Linked DNA regions of Mus musculus: region 1 is linked to region 2. Evidence: chromatin contacts called from public Hi-C data. All regions are on one chromosome and are shown on one strand. Each heading gives the region's core, a stretch centred on a gene start, on an enhancer-like site or on the middle of the called end of the contact. The rest is flanking DNA. Distances are from core to core; before and after follow the strand shown. Region 1 overlaps Alox5ap (arachidonate 5-lipoxygenase activating protein). Region 2 overlaps Gm15411 (a long non-coding RNA gene).

Region 1 (3,959 bases), core at 797-3,296, 320 kb after region 2:
ATAACTTTTTAGGTAGGTCTGACTTCCCAGGCCGCTTGTGAATTAAGCATCTCATCGTCAAGAGAAATGAGAGCTAATGTTTGCATCTTACCATGGGTTCTTTTGGACCTCCAGGAGTGCTGAGGATACGAGATGTAGAAATCTCCAAGCCCCGGACAACAGACAATCCTTGCACTGTCTAGAGTTGAGCTGCACCCAGCCTTCCTCAGCACTTGCCTTCCTTTGGCTACGCCCCACACCCCCACCGTTGCCCCTAACTCCCGACTCCCTGATTCTATCCTTGCAGTTCACGTGTTGGGAAGAGTCAAAATTGTCTGGACAGCATAGTCACTGTGGCATGTGCACACACACATCACCAGACAGCATTACAGAATTTTAAGAGAAAGAGACCTAGTGACCTACACCCTCTGATTGTACCCCACTTCCTAAAAGCCCGTTCAGCTATGAACTGATGAGGCCGGTGCCCTCGTGATCCCAATTATTTGTTAATAGTGCCACCAACTGGACACCCTTCAACATATGGGACTTTAGTGACATTTTCTACCCAAGTTGTTAGCCAGCTAGCAAGAGTGGGGCTTCTCGGCTTCCATTGTCCGTGTGTCACACAGGGAGCTTGTTGAATGCAGCGGGCTTCATCCTGCTTTGAGAAGGACTGGGGGATTGGGCTTCTGCTAGGCTCCCACCACACGCTGATGCTCTTAGTCTGCGGATGACAGAGTAGCGAGGAGGTTGGTACCCAACAGCTGAGCAAATACTTGCTTGCTATGAGAGTTGAGAGCCTCTGGGGTTCCTTTCAACTAGTTAAAATTTCTGGTAAGGCAATGTGGGACTGCAGGACGCTGGCTTTGGTGCCCTCTGTGACAGTTTGAAACAGCCTGTGTCAGCTGGAGCTCACCTGTCCCGCTGGTTTTGCTCTAAGCTCCAAATCAGGGCTGATTGCCCCATGCCATTGCTGGTTCATTACTGAAATCTTATCTTGACAAACCGTTTCACTGGCTATTCCAGACATGTCAGCGCCACTCAGATGGGCCCAGGCCCAGCAGCCAAGGGTCTTGCAGAGGGACAGAGGACATGGGTAGCCTTGGCACGCCATTAGACAGTCACTTCTCATGAGGAATCTCCTCCTATCTCCAAATGATGATGCTCTGTGTAAAATATTTAGGATGGAAAGGGGAGGGGAGAGAAAGGAGGGGAGAGGAGGGAAGGGAAGGGGAGAGGAGGAGAGGGGACGGAAGGGGAGGGGAGGGGATGAGAAAGGGAGATTAAAACTTCTTTCACTCCTCTGGGATGTGTTTCCATCGCTGGGTACTTGTCTCTCATTAGGGCCAACCTGACTTCTTCCCAGGCAACCTCAGGAGGGAAAGGTTGAACCCTCGAGGGCGGAAGCACCTTCACCGGTGTATTTAAACCATCTCCTGAGCACAATGTTCATTACACCCCAGCCTCCAGTGAGAGCCTTAGAGGCGCTCCTGACAGGGAACACCCTGTAGAGGGCTTAATGAGTCCACGGTGCTCCCGAGCCTCAGTCCGACTCTCTGAGCGCAGTTAGGCCTTGCCAGCCTTCTGTCACCTGGAGTTAAGGACAAAAAGAGAACTCAGGGAAGCCAGAGCCACTGAGCCCAAAGGATGGCAGGCTGGAAGGCGGGCTCCTTCACCTGGCTTTGAAGCATGCGCAGTGCTTAATTACAGGAGGGTCGTGCCCATCCTTGCTATGAAGTAAGTGGGTAAATAGAGCGAGTAAACGCGGAATAATTTAACGCCCCGTGTCTGGAAGTGGCGGCGTCACTGGGTGAACTGGGTGTCGTTTGTGATGCATCTACGGCCCCCTCCCTTCTCTCGCAGCACCCCTGGCTACATCTTCGGCAAGCGGATCATCCTGTTCCTGTTCCTCATGTCCTTCGCCGGGATACTCAACCATTACCTCATCTTCTTCTTCGGAAGCGACTTTGAGAACTACATCAGAACGGTAAGCACGACGATCTCCCCGCTGCTTCTCATCCCCTGATTGCTGGAGACAGAGAAGGACGCTCACCAGATCAATAGAGACGCATCATAACGCAACGCCGCGAAGGCTTCTGCTCCTCTTCAAGCTGTAGATGCTGTCAATCTTGCTGCCCTCGGGGCTCTGTGGCATCCGTTAACTTTGCTTTTCCGGGAAGAAAAATGTCTTGTGCTAGCTCCACCCCTCGAATGCGGCGGTGGCCCAGGATTTATTGTCTACATCCAGCCTATACTTCTCCTGGCTTATCCTGCTTTCTGAAGATGTCTTGTAATCAGACACGTGTTTTCCTAAAATAAAGGGTATAGACAAAATTTAAGCCCATGGCTCAGATTGGGGTGATATTTCTGTATTAGCTATTAGTGTTTCTTCAACCTACATGATGATAATTAAAATCACAATTTCCATATATGGACGCTAACGTCTTCAAGAGTCTTTTATTGACTGAGTACCTTCCCCGTCCCATATTTGGATTAGGTTGGGATCTTAATTCACTAGGATCATGCCCAATATTACTGCATCATGCAGCTTACAATGTGCTCTAAGAGTTGAAGATAATGCCAGGCCACCAAACAAACATGACAAAATGGATTCACAGGTCACTTGCTGGCTATAGTCAATGAACAGATTTCTAATGCTGTCAGCTAGGTGTCTTTGGGACAAAGAGGGAATCTTGGAAGACATGGGTGTAGTCAAATGTCCAAGGCAGCTAACAGGAAAGGTGTTCTTTTGGGGCCATGCACAGTGAGCTCAGTTTGATTTTCCTTATATAACTTAATTTTGGGGGGATAGTATATTAGAGTTCTCTTGAAGGGGCAGCACTGATTTTATATGTATATATATATATATATATATACACACACACACACATATATATATATATAATGCACATGCACACACATCTATAAATTATATATATATATAATTTAGTACTAAATATATATCATATTTAAATTTATTATTTTATATACACATTTTATTTCAATATGTAAATATATAATATATTTATATGATATATAAATATATTTATTACTATATGTTATATATTTTCTATAACATGTATTTATTTTATAAATTTATTTCATAAATATAAATATATTTATAAGATATATATGTGTGTATATATATACATGCATATATATATATATATCATATATATGCCATATATATAGTTGGTGAGCTTACTAAATTGTATCTGGTGGCTGTCTCACATTGGAATTTGTAGTCGCTCAGTCCAGAAGGCTGGATGTCTCAGCAGCCCCAAGCTGGTGCTGAAGGCCTGGAGAATTCCTGGAGAGTTGCTGGTCTTCAGTCTACATTGGAATCCCAAAGAAGCCAGTTCTACTACCAAAAGGGATGCCACAGCCATGAGATAGATGAGCTTGTCAGCATGAGTGAGAGCAAGCAGGCAAAAGGCAAAAGCTTCTGTTTTCCATGTCCTTGTATGTGGGTCTTCCCACCACAAATGACCCAATCAGGAAAATCCCTCACAGGAGAGCCTGGTGGCTTGGTTGGTTCCAGAACCAACCAATAACCAAGTTAGTTTGTCTACAAATGGGTCTTTGTGAGCCTTTCATACATATACATTGCCATGCCTGGTTTTTATCCTGACCTCCATTCTCTGTCATTTCTTTGTCCTTCTTGCTGATTTTCTTTGTCCCCAAAAGTCTCCCTTTGCATTCTTGTCACATAGATCTCCTTGTCCCTCTTGTCTATCCTTCCTTTCTACCTCCTCCCTCTCACAATTGCATATCTATTTTCTCGTTGCACACACACATGCATACACACACTGACAGACACATAGACACATACATGCACACACAGAGATACACACATACATGCACACATGCACATGTGTGTTCACAGACACACACATAGATGGCACACAGACATGTGCACACACAGAGACAAACACACACACAGACTCACGCGCACACACACAACCCAGATACACACACAC
Region 2 (3,912 bases), core at 489-2,988:
TTGCACAAAGTATATGCAAACCGTCACACTTGTTGACAGCTAATCTGACTAACTTGCCACCGAGGTTTCATCAGTTTCCCACACAAACTGCTAAAGGGCTGGAGAGATGGCCCAGAAGTCAAGAGAGCTTGCTCTTCTAGAGGGCCTGCGTTTGGTTCCCAGTATGCACATTGAGTGACCTGAACCCACCTGGAACTCCAGCCCCAGAGGATCCCACACCCTCCTCTGGCTTCCAGAGGACCCACATGAATGGCATACACATGGAGAGACATGGGGTGATGATAAACTAAATCTTTAAAGAAAACAATGACAAAACACTATTGTGGTGGGTAGCCAGGCATGGTGACATAACTTCTGTAACCTTGGCGCCCAGGAGGCTGAGGCAGGGTGATTGATTACTGTGACTTTAAGGCCAGGCTGGGCTACATACATAGTCTGTCTCAAAACAGAAGCTAACCACAGCCTTCAAAGTAAAGAACTCTCCATTCACAAGGTTATACCCAATTTGCTACTAAATGATGGAGCTGAAGTTAGGTCTAACTCTGTCAGTCCAAAGCCAAGAGATAGAAAATAGACCCCATCCCCTCAGGAGTTACAGCCTGAGAGACACTGGGGGGCAGGCTACTTTTTCAGATGTACCTAAAGGCCTGGGAGGAAAGGGGAGTTGAGTAATAAGTGGGCACCAAAGGCAAGCCACCCTGCAGATGGCCCAGTCTCAGACCCCATGTGCTTACAAGATACAAACCAAGAATGAGGGCCACTGAGTGCTGAGGTGCAGAAAAGATGGAAGAGCAAGTAACAAGAAATTCACTTCTCTCTTCTTAGTGTCTTAGTGTCATACTACCTTGCTCTCAGAACTCAAGCTCGGCTCTGTCAAGCTCCGGTGAGGACAGCTCCTAGGGAAGGGGACTTACAACAGAGGGAATCTGGCAGGGGGAAAAAAAGACAGAGATAATGGAGATATATATAGGACAAATATAGACACTGCTTTAAGTTTTTGGTGTTTTTTTTCTCACCCTGATTGGCTAGTGTAAACCCCTCATTTACAACCCTGACAGAGCCCCGACGAATTTCTGTCGTTGAAACAGCTTTTTATAGTCGCAGCATCGAGATGTAGAATACATTTCCTCTCCTTTCCCAACATATCGCATTTCTTGGCAGAGATATGTAGCAGAAAGCACCAAAAATTTTTATAATGAGAACAAAATCGAGATTCCACCCATGAGCCTTCTCCTGAAGAGTACTTCTTCCTGTTAGCTAACCCGCTGCTTTAACTTCATCCTAGTGACTCACAAATTAAACTTTGATTTCGGAACCCTCCAGTCGTTTTACAGGATCCGTCTTCGCAGGACGGGCCGGTGACCTTAAAGGTTTCTAAGCAGTAAGATTGGCTGCTGTCCCTTCCCACTCGAATTCCAGAGAAAAGTTCCAGGATGGCCTTCCTGCTCTTCCATCTTGATTTAATTTATCTCCTCTCTTAAGATGTATGTCTTTGAAATGGTGCCTGTGTGTGTGTGTGTGTGCCCACGCTTGTGCGCGAGCACGCTCTAGCCTGTGTGCAAACGCTCAACTATTCCAAGTGGGGGAAAAAAATCATGTTTGGTAATCTCCTTTAGGGGTTAAAAAGAAAAAAAAAATCAAGTTCAAATCCAAAATACCACAAGATGCTACATGCCAGCCACACGAGGGGTCTTTGCTCAAGAGCCAGGAGGCCTCTCCAGCTGCCAGCTGAGTCACTATGCCGTTCTTTCTGCCCTGAAACCTCCTTCCCAGCTCAGTTCTGCTCGGTGACTAACTCCATCAGGAATATGACCCAGTTTGCTTGGCAGGATATGACTCTTTTTTTTTTTTTTCTTTTCTTTTTTAACTCGCTGCTCTCTCTGGTCACGATTCTCTCCCAGGCATTTAGCAACTCCCTCTTGGCACCCGTCTGGTGCCGAGCCGGATTGATAACTCTCTCCACAGCTGTTCCCTTACAGCCGGCCCTCCTCTTTCTGGTAAATCCATATTCCATTTGCTTTTCTGCAGCAGCCTGCTATCTCTAGGGTCTCCTTAAAATAGATAAACACTGCTCTCCAAGGGAAGTCTCGAGGCAAAACCCACAGCACATACCAGCCCTATAATCTGCTCCAGAAGGCGGGCAGATAAAAAGAAAGGCAACAGGAACCACCCACCCGTGCCGGCTTTTATCATTTACTAAGCACTTTTGACCCACATGGTCTTATTTAATATTCACAATAAGCCATAATGCAGGTATAAGGGCTATTTCCACCTTATAAAAAGGCCCCTAAAGAAGGAAAGAATTCGGTGCAGGAAGTAGGACCAGGACTGGGGCCTGTTCTTTTGAAAACAGCTATGTAAATTGTATTTGGTCAGACACACAAGGCCAAGAATTCAGCTGCAGGGCAGAGAGAGTGCTTTTCTAGCGAACACAAGACCCTGCATCCAATCCCCAGCACCTTGAGGGGGGAAAAGAATAGACAGAAGGCTCTTTGGTGCTCATTTTGGTGGATTCTGGCAGAGGGCATCTCCCATCTAATGCGTGGGACGAGACTGTTTGGAGTTTAAGAATCTCCCCAGTTTGAGACCGTTTCCTTGTACATAATGAGCTCATCCTGCAAAGAGCACCCAAGTCCAAATACCACATCTGTTTGTTTCCTATGCATAGCCTGAAATAAGTTTACACGGTATGTTCAGCATGCCTGAGTATTGACTGTGCCCTGTCCCCGTGTCATCAGGCTTGGAACTTTCCGCTTGTGGCCTCTCTCATACAAGCTCAAAAGGTTTCAGCATTTCCAATTTTGTGCTTTTTTCTTGTGTCCCATGCTATGTCTCTGCACCCAACAAAATAGGTACCACAGGTTCCCCCAAGGAAGACCTCTTCCCATTTAAACAAAAGCCCCCATTCCTTTAGGGGCTTGCAGAAAGTTCCTACTTGCTAGAAGGGGAATCACTCTCCTTATCTCTGGCAATAGGAATCTGTGGCCCTTCATTAACACATGACTATGGTTCTTATTGATGAATGCTACTAGTCTCTGAGGATCCCCAGCCCAGCTCACAAACCCCTTCCTCCCGGTCCCATCTAACCCTGCCAGTCTTCTTTCCCCTGTTGCTTCTCCTTGCTTTCCCAGGAGGTGGCCTCTGCAGTTTGGAATAAACTTCTCCCAATTTTCACCCACTGAATGACTATTTTGGTTTCTTTACTGCACCTATTTTCACTCGGGTCCCACATGCCAGATCTAGCTAGAGGCTTTGGGAAGCCAGGCCAGAACCTTTGGGCTGGAAAGGCAGCTCAGCTGTTTGCGCGGACCTTCGCGGCAGATGAAACCCACAATTCTCAGAAGCGTGTCTGTGCGTTCGTGGGTTTCAGCAGGAAAAGGTGGTTATAACGTTGAGAAAGGAAAGGCAAGAATTCTGCTTTAGAATTCTGAAGATATGGCTCAAGAGTGTAGGGTGGGTACTGATACATTTTGTAAAGCCAAGGGTATGTTTTGTAAAGCTCGGTATGGTCCCATGGGAGGGGTGCCTCGGTGGGCCCATCGCTGAGACATCCCTTCCCCCAAGGTACCATCCATACGACGGGTCTAGTATAGAATAGAGTTTATGTGGGAACATGGGAATTGGGATTGAGAGGGAAGTAGAGGCAGAGAGAGAGAGAGAGAGAGAGAAAGAGAGAGAGAGAGAGAGAGAGAGAGGAGGGGGAGAGGGGGAGGTAGAAGGGAAGGTGAGGAGAGAAAGAGAGAAAGAGGAAGAGGAAGAGGAAGAGGAAGAGAAGAAGCTGCTTTCGGGAACATAGGGAGAGCGTGGGGTGGGGGGAAGGGAAGAGAGGGAAAAAGTGGTCAGAGAAGAAAGTCTGAGAGAGGAAAGGGTCAGAGAGAATGAAGAGAGACCAAAGGGTCCTTTTTATAGCAA

What was found. Hi-C and Micro-C count contacts between places; a contact is called where the count stands out from the background.
Region 1: a contact with region 2 is called in a Hi-C map of cerebral cortex, with 1.6 times the contacts expected there. The contact joins two enhancer-like sites. A contact is called at or near these places in 7 of 39 promoter capture datasets (the C10 cell line, cranial neural crest, hippocampal neurons and 3 more), 1 of 15 datasets of contacts at CTCF or cohesin (large pre-B cells), 6 of 484 Hi-C or Micro-C datasets (the G1E-ER4 cell line, brown adipocytes, cerebral cortex and 2 more), 5 of 115 datasets of contacts at active chromatin or transcription factors (T-cell acute lymphoblastic leukemia, bone marrow-derived macrophages, double positive thymocytes and 2 more) and 1 of 9 other capture datasets (embryonic stem cells).

The regions. Positions count from the first base shown.
Region 1 is chr5:149,285,730-149,289,688 of GRCm38.p6, forward strand. Alox5ap (arachidonate 5-lipoxygenase activating protein) reads left to right here. Exons shown (of 5, transcript NM_009663.2): 5 at 1,843-2,424. The coding sequence ends at 2,005. Among named protein-coding and RNA genes, the nearest start is that of Alox5ap, 23 kb to the left of the region's middle. Within about 2 kb of position 2,047, at least 40 of the 459 cell types and tissues checked have an H3K27ac peak or open chromatin away from gene starts, as enhancers often do. A contact at or near this core is called in cerebral cortex and hippocampal neurons, where this site is marked.
Region 2 is chr5:148,964,098-148,968,009 of GRCm38.p6, forward strand. All of the region lies in intron 4 of Gm15411 (a long non-coding RNA gene), which reads right to left. Among named protein-coding and RNA genes, the nearest start is that of Gm52833, 10 kb to the left of the region's middle. Within about 2 kb of position 1,739, at least 197 of the 459 cell types and tissues checked have an H3K27ac peak or open chromatin away from gene starts, as enhancers often do. A contact at or near this core is called in cerebral cortex and hippocampal neurons, where this site is marked.